Linked DNA regions of Mus musculus: all the other regions are linked to region 1. The links are chromatin contacts, called in public promoter capture Hi-C and targeted proximity ligation maps. All regions are on one chromosome and are shown on one strand. The core of a region is the stretch at or near the end of the contact, and the rest is flanking DNA. Distances in the headings are between cores, read along the strand shown.

Evidence for each region. Capture Hi-C pulls out chosen DNA fragments and counts their contacts.
Region 2: a contact with region 1 is called in a promoter capture Hi-C map of pancreatic islet. A contact is called at or near these places in 11 of 39 promoter capture datasets (the 3T3-L1 cell line, 3T3-L1-derived adipocytes, the C10 cell line and 6 more), 5 of 130 datasets of targeted methods (the NIH/3T3 cell line, bone marrow-derived macrophages, embryonic forebrain and 1 more) and 2 of 9 other capture datasets (adipose tissue and pancreatic islet).
Region 3: a targeted proximity ligation map of pancreatic cancer cells shows a contact between it and region 1. A contact is called at or near these places in 1 of 130 datasets of targeted methods (pancreatic cancer cells) and 1 of 9 other capture datasets (adipose tissue).

Annotation. Positions count from the first base shown.
Region 1 is chr19:4,497,153-4,500,045 of GRCm38.p6, forward strand. 2010003K11Rik (RIKEN cDNA 2010003K11 gene) reads right to left here and starts at 1,431. Exons shown (of 2, transcript NM_027237.2): 1 at 1,092-1,431; 2 at 1-462. The coding sequence starts at 1,367. The coding sequence ends at 364.
Region 2 is chr19:4,792,179-4,795,275 of GRCm38.p6, forward strand. Rbm4 (RNA binding motif protein 4) reads right to left here and starts at 1,831. Exons shown (of 4, transcript NM_001290122.1): 1 at 1,638-1,831; 2 at 220-642. The coding sequence starts at 631. It overlaps Gm21992 (predicted gene 21992), which reads right to left. Exons shown (of 3, transcript NR_157185.1): 2 at 1,638-1,831.
Region 3 is chr19:4,147,346-4,150,411 of GRCm38.p6, forward strand. Coro1b (coronin, actin binding protein 1B) reads left to right here and starts at 1,309. Exons shown (of 11, transcript NM_011778.3): 1 at 1,309-1,391; 2 at 1,997-2,199; 3 at 2,518-2,640; 4 at 2,745-2,874. The coding sequence starts at 1,999.

The DNA of each region.
Region 1 (2,893 bases), core at 181-2,680:
TGAACTCTGACCTGGAAGTGGGTGGCTGGTCTTTGTGGGGCCAAGGGGTCACAGTTGCTACTCTCATTTCTGTGTAGGTCCCTAAGACCTTCATAAATGCCAGTCCAGGGAGTCTTTAAACCCAAAAGGTAGAGAGCCAGGTATTTCCTCTTCAGGCCTATGGAGATCTTTGCTAAGAGATAGGTGCCAGAACCAAGAAGAGCAGCCACATGGGGGCTTTGAATGATCTGGTGGCAGAGGCCTCCTTGGGTCACAAGACAAAGTTCAAAAGCTGGAGCAGTTCAGAGTCCAGAAAAGCCATGCAGGGGCAGATGAAAAGACACAGGAGCAGAGCCGGTGGAGTGAGGGACAGTCACAGCAGCTTTAGTTGTTGGTGTCCAACAAGGTCTCTGGGGAGGCTGGTTGACTCAGGGTCACACTGGGGAAGCTGGCGACAAAACTCCTCCACCTTCTTTTCACATGCTGGAAGACCAAAGTAGGAGAAACATCATAGCAGTGGCTTCAAGTGGTGTTCCACTCACAGCCACCAGGTGGGGGTAGAGCCATGAAAGAGAAGCTAAACTCCTGGGGGGAGGGGAGACCCTTCCCCCTGGGACGAAGGGCCAGGAGGGGTGGGGCAAATCTACTCTTCATCCTGTGTGAGAGGTACAGACGGTAATTTGCCAGAAGTTGCATTGGCCAATCTGCCTGCCTCCTGCTCTAGTCACCCTTGCAACATAGTATTACATTAATCATCTTAATACAGCTCTCAGAGCCTTGTGTGGTAATATATGCCTGCACTCCCAGCACTCAGAACACTGAGTAGGATCAAGAGTTCCAGGCCACTCTGGGCTACTTATCGAGACCCCATCTCAAAACAGAAACAGCTCTGACCATATTCCACCCAGACCCCATTTGCCCACCCTCCTCCAACCTTCAGTGAATCCCCAGTGCCCACAGGGGTGAGGGGAATCACAACTGCTTTTAGTCAAATGCATTCAATTCCTGGGTATTTTGCTTGGCTTTCCTCAGGTCAGCTGTGCTCTTAACCCTTTGCTGCCCGGAGTCCCCACCCTTCCCCATGAAAGTGATAATTCAGTTTGAAGCCACACCTGCTGGTACTGTCTCAGCCACCGCCGGCTGCCTCCTCCTCTCTGGCCTTGGATCAGCTGTTCTTTGTCTCCCAGGGTCCCTGGCAGCCGCTCCTGGACAGAGACCTCCAGCCCTTCCGTGCCATCGGGGACCTGCGACCTGGACTTCTCACGGCCCAGTCTGAGGCTCAGTGCTCTGTGGAGTCGGCCATCCAGAGACCTCCCCTGGGACTCATGGAGCCTCCCATAGGAGGGCCGGGGTTCTCTAAAGGACTGGCTACGCAGGCTGGTCCCCATGATCCTAGAAGCTAGCACTGGTCGGTAAGCCACTAGCTTTGTGAGATGGCCTGGTGCCTTCACTCATATGATGGGAGATCACCTGTAGACAAAGGTCAGTGCTGCTGAGGTGGCTGTCATAAACCAAAGGGCAGGCCACAGAGGCCAAATATCTCTGAGTCATTCTCTCCATTGACTTCTCACCCTGTGGGACTATACAGCGCAGGCTGGCTTCCAGCTCGGGATCCTTCTGAATGCTAGGCTGGTTCCTATTGTCTTCCCTCCTCCCTCCAGACAGCCTTCTCTGACCACACCACCCTGGAGACCTTGCCGGCCTCCTCTGGCCTTGGCCTTGGCTGGCCGTACCACTCATCTCATTGACATTAAGCAAAGATTACTTCTACAACAGGACAGAGAACAGAATAGCTTCATTCTACAACAGTCAAAACCGTAACTACCAGGGTGAAATCGGGTAAGGCAGGGGCTGGACAGTGGACGGTACTTGTTTTCATGGCTCCAGACCTTCAGTTTTACAAGGTGAAAAGTGCTCTGGAGGTCAGCGGCACACATCCAAAATCGTGACCTGCAGGGGCTGGGGGGACGGCTCACTCATAAAGTGCTTGCTGCACAGGATCTGGGTTGGGTTCCCTGGTACCCCTGTGGAAAGGTGGATATGCATCTGTCATCCCAGACCTGGGAGAGACAGGAAACTCTCTGGGACTTGCAGTCCCTGTCTGAGCTGCATTGGTGAACTCCTGACCCAGTGGGACACACTGTCTCAAAAACTAAGGGGAAGGAGTGGTCGAGTGGGTACAGGCACTTGCTGACAAGCCTGACAACCTGAGTTTGATCCTTGGGATTCACCTGGTGGAGAGAACTGGCTGCCACAGGCTTTCCTCTCTCCACCACACATGCGCTGTGGCTCTCAAGAACACACAATACACACACACACACACACACACACACACACACACACACACAAATAAATGTAATTTGAAAATGTAAAAAGGTGAGGCCAGGCAAGGTGGCTCATTCAGTGCTCATGCCAGGGGAATTTCTGTGAGTTTCGGCCAGCCTGGTCTACACAGCTAGTTCCTCTCTCAAAAACTAAGAGGAAAAAAATTAAAGGTAGAGAATGACAGAGGAAGACACTTAGTGTCAACTTCTAGATTACACACATGTGTGCGAGTGTACACACACACACATAATCCCTTCACACACCATACAGAGACACAAAGAAAAAAATGACCTATAGTAAATATTATCTCAGTGCCAGACTTTTGTCTTAGACAGGGTCTTATGTTGCCCAGATGGGCCTCGCTATGTGGCAGAGGATGATCTCGAATTCCTGATCTCTGCCCTCCTCCACCTCCTGAATTCTTGGATTACAAGTATGGGTCACCATGCCTTGTGTAGACAGTGCTGGGGATGGAACACTGATGCTTGTGCACGCTAGGCAAGCACTGTGCCAACTCTGCTACATCCTCAGCCTGGCAGGTTCTGTGTGTGAGAGTGTGTGTGTGTGTGTGTGTGTGTGTGTGTGTGTG
Region 2 (3,097 bases), core at 581-3,080, 300 kb after region 1:
TGTCACCTAACTACCTGAGTTCCATCCACGGGACCCACATGGTAGGAGAGAACATGAAAACACACACACACACACACACACACACACACAAAAGCTTTTGTTCAAGTGTATCACTGATCCTTCATCAGCCAGCAAAATCCTTCCATCCCAATGCCTTCCTTTTCTCAACCAATTCATTCCTAACAGCCTTGTACTGAGCACTCCAAAAGAGTGATTCACCTTGAAACTCTGTGTTGTCGAGGCCCCTGATGGCCTCCACCGCATCCTCTGCCCGCTCCATGTGTACAAAGGCATAATCTTTCACGATGTCACATTCGATGACTGGGCCGTACTCCTCAAACTTGGCCCGAAGCTCTTGGTTGGTACAAGTGGGGCTGATGTTGCCCACGTGTAACTTGGTTGAAGCTTTGCTCTTATTCTTGCTGGCTTCCACATTGATGTTCACTCCGTGCAGCTTGTAGTGGTGCAGGTTGCGTATGGCATCCTCAGCGGCCGTCTTGTCCTCTATGTGCACAAAGCCATAATTCTTAATGATGTCACATTCCAGCACCTTCCCGTACTGCTCGAAGAGTGAGCGGATCTCCTGCTCTGTGGCCTCCCGGGGCAGATTTCCAATGAACAGCTTCACCATCTCCACACAGCCTGCAAGTAGAGAAACAAGATTTTTAGGAGAAGACCTCAAGTCCATAGCAACTGTTAAAAAAAGGGAAAAAAAAAATCAAATAAATAAATGGCTCCCATCATCTCCTTTCACTTTAGCACATAGTCCCAAAAGTTTTCTCCTACAGGCATGCTCTTACATCTCCAATCAGTAACAAATGTGGAGTTCAACAAGAGCCTGCTTCTATTTCTCACAAGAAGTTCTATAAAGAGGAAAAATGTAACAAGGCAGACTTTTGTAGACAAAGGGGATTTTGCGGTGTGGCTCCAACCTACAGCACGGTACATTATAGGCAAGTATTCCGCCACTGAGTTACACTTCCCCTGCCCCAGACAAAGGAATAACGCTCTAAGTTTTCAGCATAAATAAAAAAAATGCTACAGGTACTGAGAGCTACTCACTTTGACATTTGAAAACAAGATTCTAACTACTAGACTTGCTAATTATAATTACTTCAAATTAGCTCTTCCTCTCTTAGCAACCATTTCCGGAAAAGTGGGAATTTCACTCGGAGTAGTGAGTTCCGGGATCAACCAGATAAAAAGCAGGGAAATATAGAAAATGCCCGAGTAGGAGGAGTCCTCTGGGGTGGGGGTGGGGGTGGGGCATGTCATTACAGGCTCCTACAGAAGAACTGGTCAAAGACTGGTGCTACAGTTTGGTGAGGAAGCCAACAATGCCCAGGGCATGACAGATTCTCCAGCCTAAATCTAAGATTTATCTAGGTGGAAACCCCAAAGAAGATTGAGCAAAGCAGAGGGTAAGGTGGACAAAAGAAAGCTATTCCGGGAGTAGAGAACGAGGACTTGGAGGAAGGTTGTTTCAGGCTTACCGCACTAAGTCGAGGACCGATGTCGGCTCTCAGGGACGGGTGCGCAGACCGCAACCCCACTATGCCAACCCTGACACCCACCGGAGTCAGGTAAGTTTTTTTAACAGAGAAAAGAACACAGTGGAAGAACGTGGAGTATCTCACCGCATGGATACCTGCAGGTCCTCCTCCTTGCAGCGCGGACGGTTCTGACAAAACGCTAAAATGGCGGCGGCCACAGCAGTGACTCTGGGTAGAAAGAGGGGTGAACCTACCCACCGGATTGGCCGTTCGGTAAAGTAAAAGGCTGGCGTTCCCGGAGATCCTCTTCCTGATTGGTTACCCGGAACGCCAATTACCTGAGAGGCCAGGAAGAGGTGGAAACGTCAGTAACCTGGACCTTTTATATGAAAGCCAATGAGCACCCAGCCTAGTGAAACTGAAGCCACTGATTGGGCAAGAGGTCCATCTGAAGGTGGAGCTAGAAACGCGGAATTCTTCAAAGCGCGGCCAGCCATTAGGCAGAATGAACAAGGTGCCGTGCGTCAGTGGGGCAACCTGTAGCTTCGTGGCTCCCAACTTTGTTAAGCTTTCACATTTTGTCACTTACACGTGCACATCCTGACAAAATTCAAGTTCTGTCACCACAATTCCGCACCGGTCCCTAGCTGAGCGTCACCACGCCCCGCAACGTGGATATTGCATCAGTCAACCTACCCAGACCTCCCGGCGATAGCCAAGCTCCCGCCCCTACTTAAAAAGCAACCCCCACTTTCCAATGTAGTCCTTCTGAGTCTCAAGTTACCAAAATTATAAGTATCTTTATGTAATTTTAAAACTCTAAAACAGTCAGTGGATCCAGCTTCGATAACAGTTCAATGGCCCAGACAATAGGGTGGTCAGAGACGTAGGAGACACAGGGGTTAAGGTTCCCTTTAGGAAACAGCCTCCCACCTCCCCAAAAGGTGTGAAAAACAGAGATTGAAAATCGACACCCCATCCCACCCCAACTTCACCCCGCCAAGAGAAGAAACAAAAAACAAAACAAAAAACGGGAACAGCAATTTTTGATTTTGTTTGGTTTTATTGGGCTCCATTAGCCAAAACTAAGTTTAAATTCCCTAAAACTGACCTTGGAAAAAAGGCTTGTGACAATCAGCTGTAAACAAGTACAAACGAACATTCTTCACAGGGTCCAAATTCCCTCATCACATTTTTCTCACCCACTGGCTGCTTCACATAATCCCATACTCATTGAGCAAGCAACTTTAGTCATGACCCTCTGCAACGCAGCTTCTTAAGATGGAGATAACCGGGAAAGGTGCTGAATGGAGAACTTAAAGGTGAACAGGCAGAAAGCAGGGGGAACTTCATGAGAACAGGATGATTGGGAGTAAAATAACAAATAGAGCATACTACCTCCCAAAACTGCCACAAAAGAAAGAAAAAGTCAAACAAAAGGCAGAGACAGAAAATAAGCTACTGGATTCTATAGCAGAAAATTAGTCTATAATTTAAGGCTAGGAAATAGGCCCCTTAAAAAGTAACAATATGACATTAAATATGGCCATGGCTTCATTCTGCAGCACCTGAGACTGAGTAAAAGCCACCTGAGATCTGTAATA
Region 3 (3,066 bases), core at 59-2,558, 350 kb before region 1:
AGAAAGACCCACAGGGGAAGTGACACTTGAGGCCTGGGGTCATTGAGGGATGAAGCCTTCCCAAGGCTAGGAAGAGCTTCCAGAAGGAAGAAGGGAGCAGGATGTGTTAGCCTGAGGTGGGAACTGAGGTTTGCTGTCACTGGGACACGTGCTGAGAGGGGACAGTGCTGGGTGCCCTGGGGTCAGACAGGAATTCTGACATAGGAACATGGAACTATGGATTTTATTTGAAGTGGGGTGATGTGGGGGGTGGGGGTGGTACTTAGAACTGTAGCCACCTGGCATCATATGGGCTTCCCTGTGAACATCTGCTACCCAAGTCAAGCCACACTCCTGCCTCCCTAGCTCCAGGTTTTACAAACAGTGAGAAATCCCAAGACATTGGAAATAACAAAGTTGGGCTGAATCCCAGCTGGGAGGTCTCAATCAAGCACCTGTCCTCTCTAGGCCTGTTTCTTCAGAGTATAGTGACCACTGAGGTGGGACACAAGTCCACTTAGCCTCCCACACACAGTTGGGGCCTCATGAAGGCTAAACAAAGCACCTTTACCTCTGCCCTGCCTCTTCCCACGTCCCTCTTCCCTTTCTGGGAAAGACGGCCTCGTATCACCACTGGTTACTGGAGGTAGACACAGAGGAATAGTGTTCTCTTACTACAGTGGGTCCTAACAGGGACACCTACGTCCTCCAGGATGAGAGGAGATAGGGCAAATATGAGGAGGCAAATCCAGGCTCTGATGGGATGGAGGAGAGAAAGGACATGCATTATGCATGGGATCCACTGTCATCCTCTACTTCGATTTTCTCTAAGCCAGAGCAGGAGCCACAGGAGTCCATCAAGATGTAAGAGATTGCCTTTCACCTCTTCAATGTACATATCTGACATCAGGAACCCCCCAACTTTAAAACCCATACCTATGGCAGGGTGTGGTGGCACATGCCTTTAATCCTTGCACAGATATCTGTAAGTTCTTTGCTAGTTCCAGGCCAGCAAGTATGCAGAGTAACAACCTGTCTCAAACACAAAACAAAAAACACGTGAAAACATTGGAGGCGGAGCGAGAGAATACTTTTGGGTAGAACTGGGTAGGGAAATCAGAGGGCAGGCTTCACCCCACCTCAAGAGACTCGCACAGTCTGTACCCGCGGCTCCAAGCAGGCCCGCCCCTTTCAACAAGCAGCCCAGGGCCTGGCGACTAGGCCTTGCCCCGTGGGCGGGACATCCTAAAGCCCCGCCTTCTGCGCGTGACCTTGCCCCGCCCCCGCCTCCCTCGGCTATCACTTCCTGATTCCCGCTTCCTGCTTCCCAGAGGCCGGGATCCGGAGCCGCCCGAGGTCGCCGCCGCAGTCCCCGGCGCCCCTGGGGAGCGGAGAGCGGTGAGCGGTGAGCGGTGAGAGCGGCAGGGACGGACTAGGGGCGCAGACGTGGGCCTGGGGCAGGGGGCGCGAGCCGGAAGAGCGCCTCGCCCCACCTTCATTCCCGACTCCCTCCCACCCCCCAGCCGCCCCTCTCTCCCTTTCTGGGCTGGGATCTTTGGAAGTTGGGTTCCTGGTTCACTTGGACCGTGCTCCAAGGCCACTTTGAGGACCTGGCAGTATCCTCGACCCCTGTTCAGCCAGGGTCCCTAGGCCCGACTTCTGCAGCTCTTTGCACAGTCCCCGGGACTGAGCTGCGGCCTTGCTAGACCAACCAACCCCTTTTGCTGCCTCTTCTCCCCATCACCCAGCCTTCAAACTCTGGGTGTGGAAAGCGCCTTGGAACCATCTGGGACCTACAGAAGATCTAAATTCTGTCTCCCTTTCAGCAGCACACACACACTCAGACCCCTAGCCAGGGAGGGGATGGGGAGGCAGAGAGTGTTGGTCTGCACCTATGAGCCCTTTCTATAACTGGGGAAATAGAGACTCCCAGCTAACGCTGGACCAATTTCCTGGTGACATGCTCTGTGTGTCTCTTTGGAGAGCAGAGCTGATTCAGGTGTCTCTGCCCTCACAGACATGTCCTTCCGAAAAGTTGTGCGGCAGAGCAAATTCCGGCATGTATTCGGTCAGCCGGTCAAGAATGACCAGTGCTATGAGGACATTCGAGTGTCCCGAGTTACCTGGGACAGCACCTTCTGCGCAGTCAACCCCAAGTTCCTGGCAGTGATTGTGGAAGCCAGTGGTGGAGGCGCCTTTATGGTGCTTCCTCTAAACAAGGTGGGCCTCAGCGGGTCAGGGTGGAGAGGACATCTGAGGACACTCTGGTCACACCTGTGGGCAGGGCAGTTTGTGCCACTTCTTGGCCCGTGGCTACTGATGGATTGTTGATGGAAGTAGAAAAAGTGTTTATTGCCACCAAGTGTGGATAAGAGGCTGCAGCAGGCATTTCCTCATATGCTGGGTGGAGCAGACACATCTGGGCCACCAGGAACCAGGGCAGTCACATTATTCTTGCACCTTGGAGGGCCCATAGATACTGGGAGGAATGGAGGTCGGGACTTTGGGTTCTTCTCTGACTGCTCTTCATGACTACAGACGGGCCGCATTGACAAGGCCTACCCGACAGTGTGTGGGCACACGGGGCCTGTTCTGGATATTGACTGGTGTCCCCACAATGATGAAGTCATTGCCAGTGGATCAGAGGACTGCACTGTCATGGTGAGCAAAGGACCGTTCAAGTCAGGGTCTCAGGGTGTGGCTGAAGGATGCTGGCAGCAGGGGCAAGCACAGGCCTGAGCCCATGCTCCGTCTCCCTACCGCAGGTATGGCAGATTCCAGAAAATGGGCTGACCTCCCCTCTGACAGAGCCAGTAGTGGTGCTCGAGGGGCATACCAAGCGCGTGGGCATTATCACCTGGCACCCCACAGCCCGAAATGTGCTTCTCAGTGCAGGTTTGCACCATCCCATACCTACCCCTTGCTCTCCGCCCTTCTCCAGGATGATCCTGGAATGTTCAGCAGCCTCTCACAGGCCAGTCTAACAGGGGAAGTGATGCCTGCAAAGATGGTGGCCCGGATCAGTTCAAGAGGCGGGGGCAGAGTGGGCCTAGTGGGCTGATGGTCCTACGAGTGCATGCCTGGCTA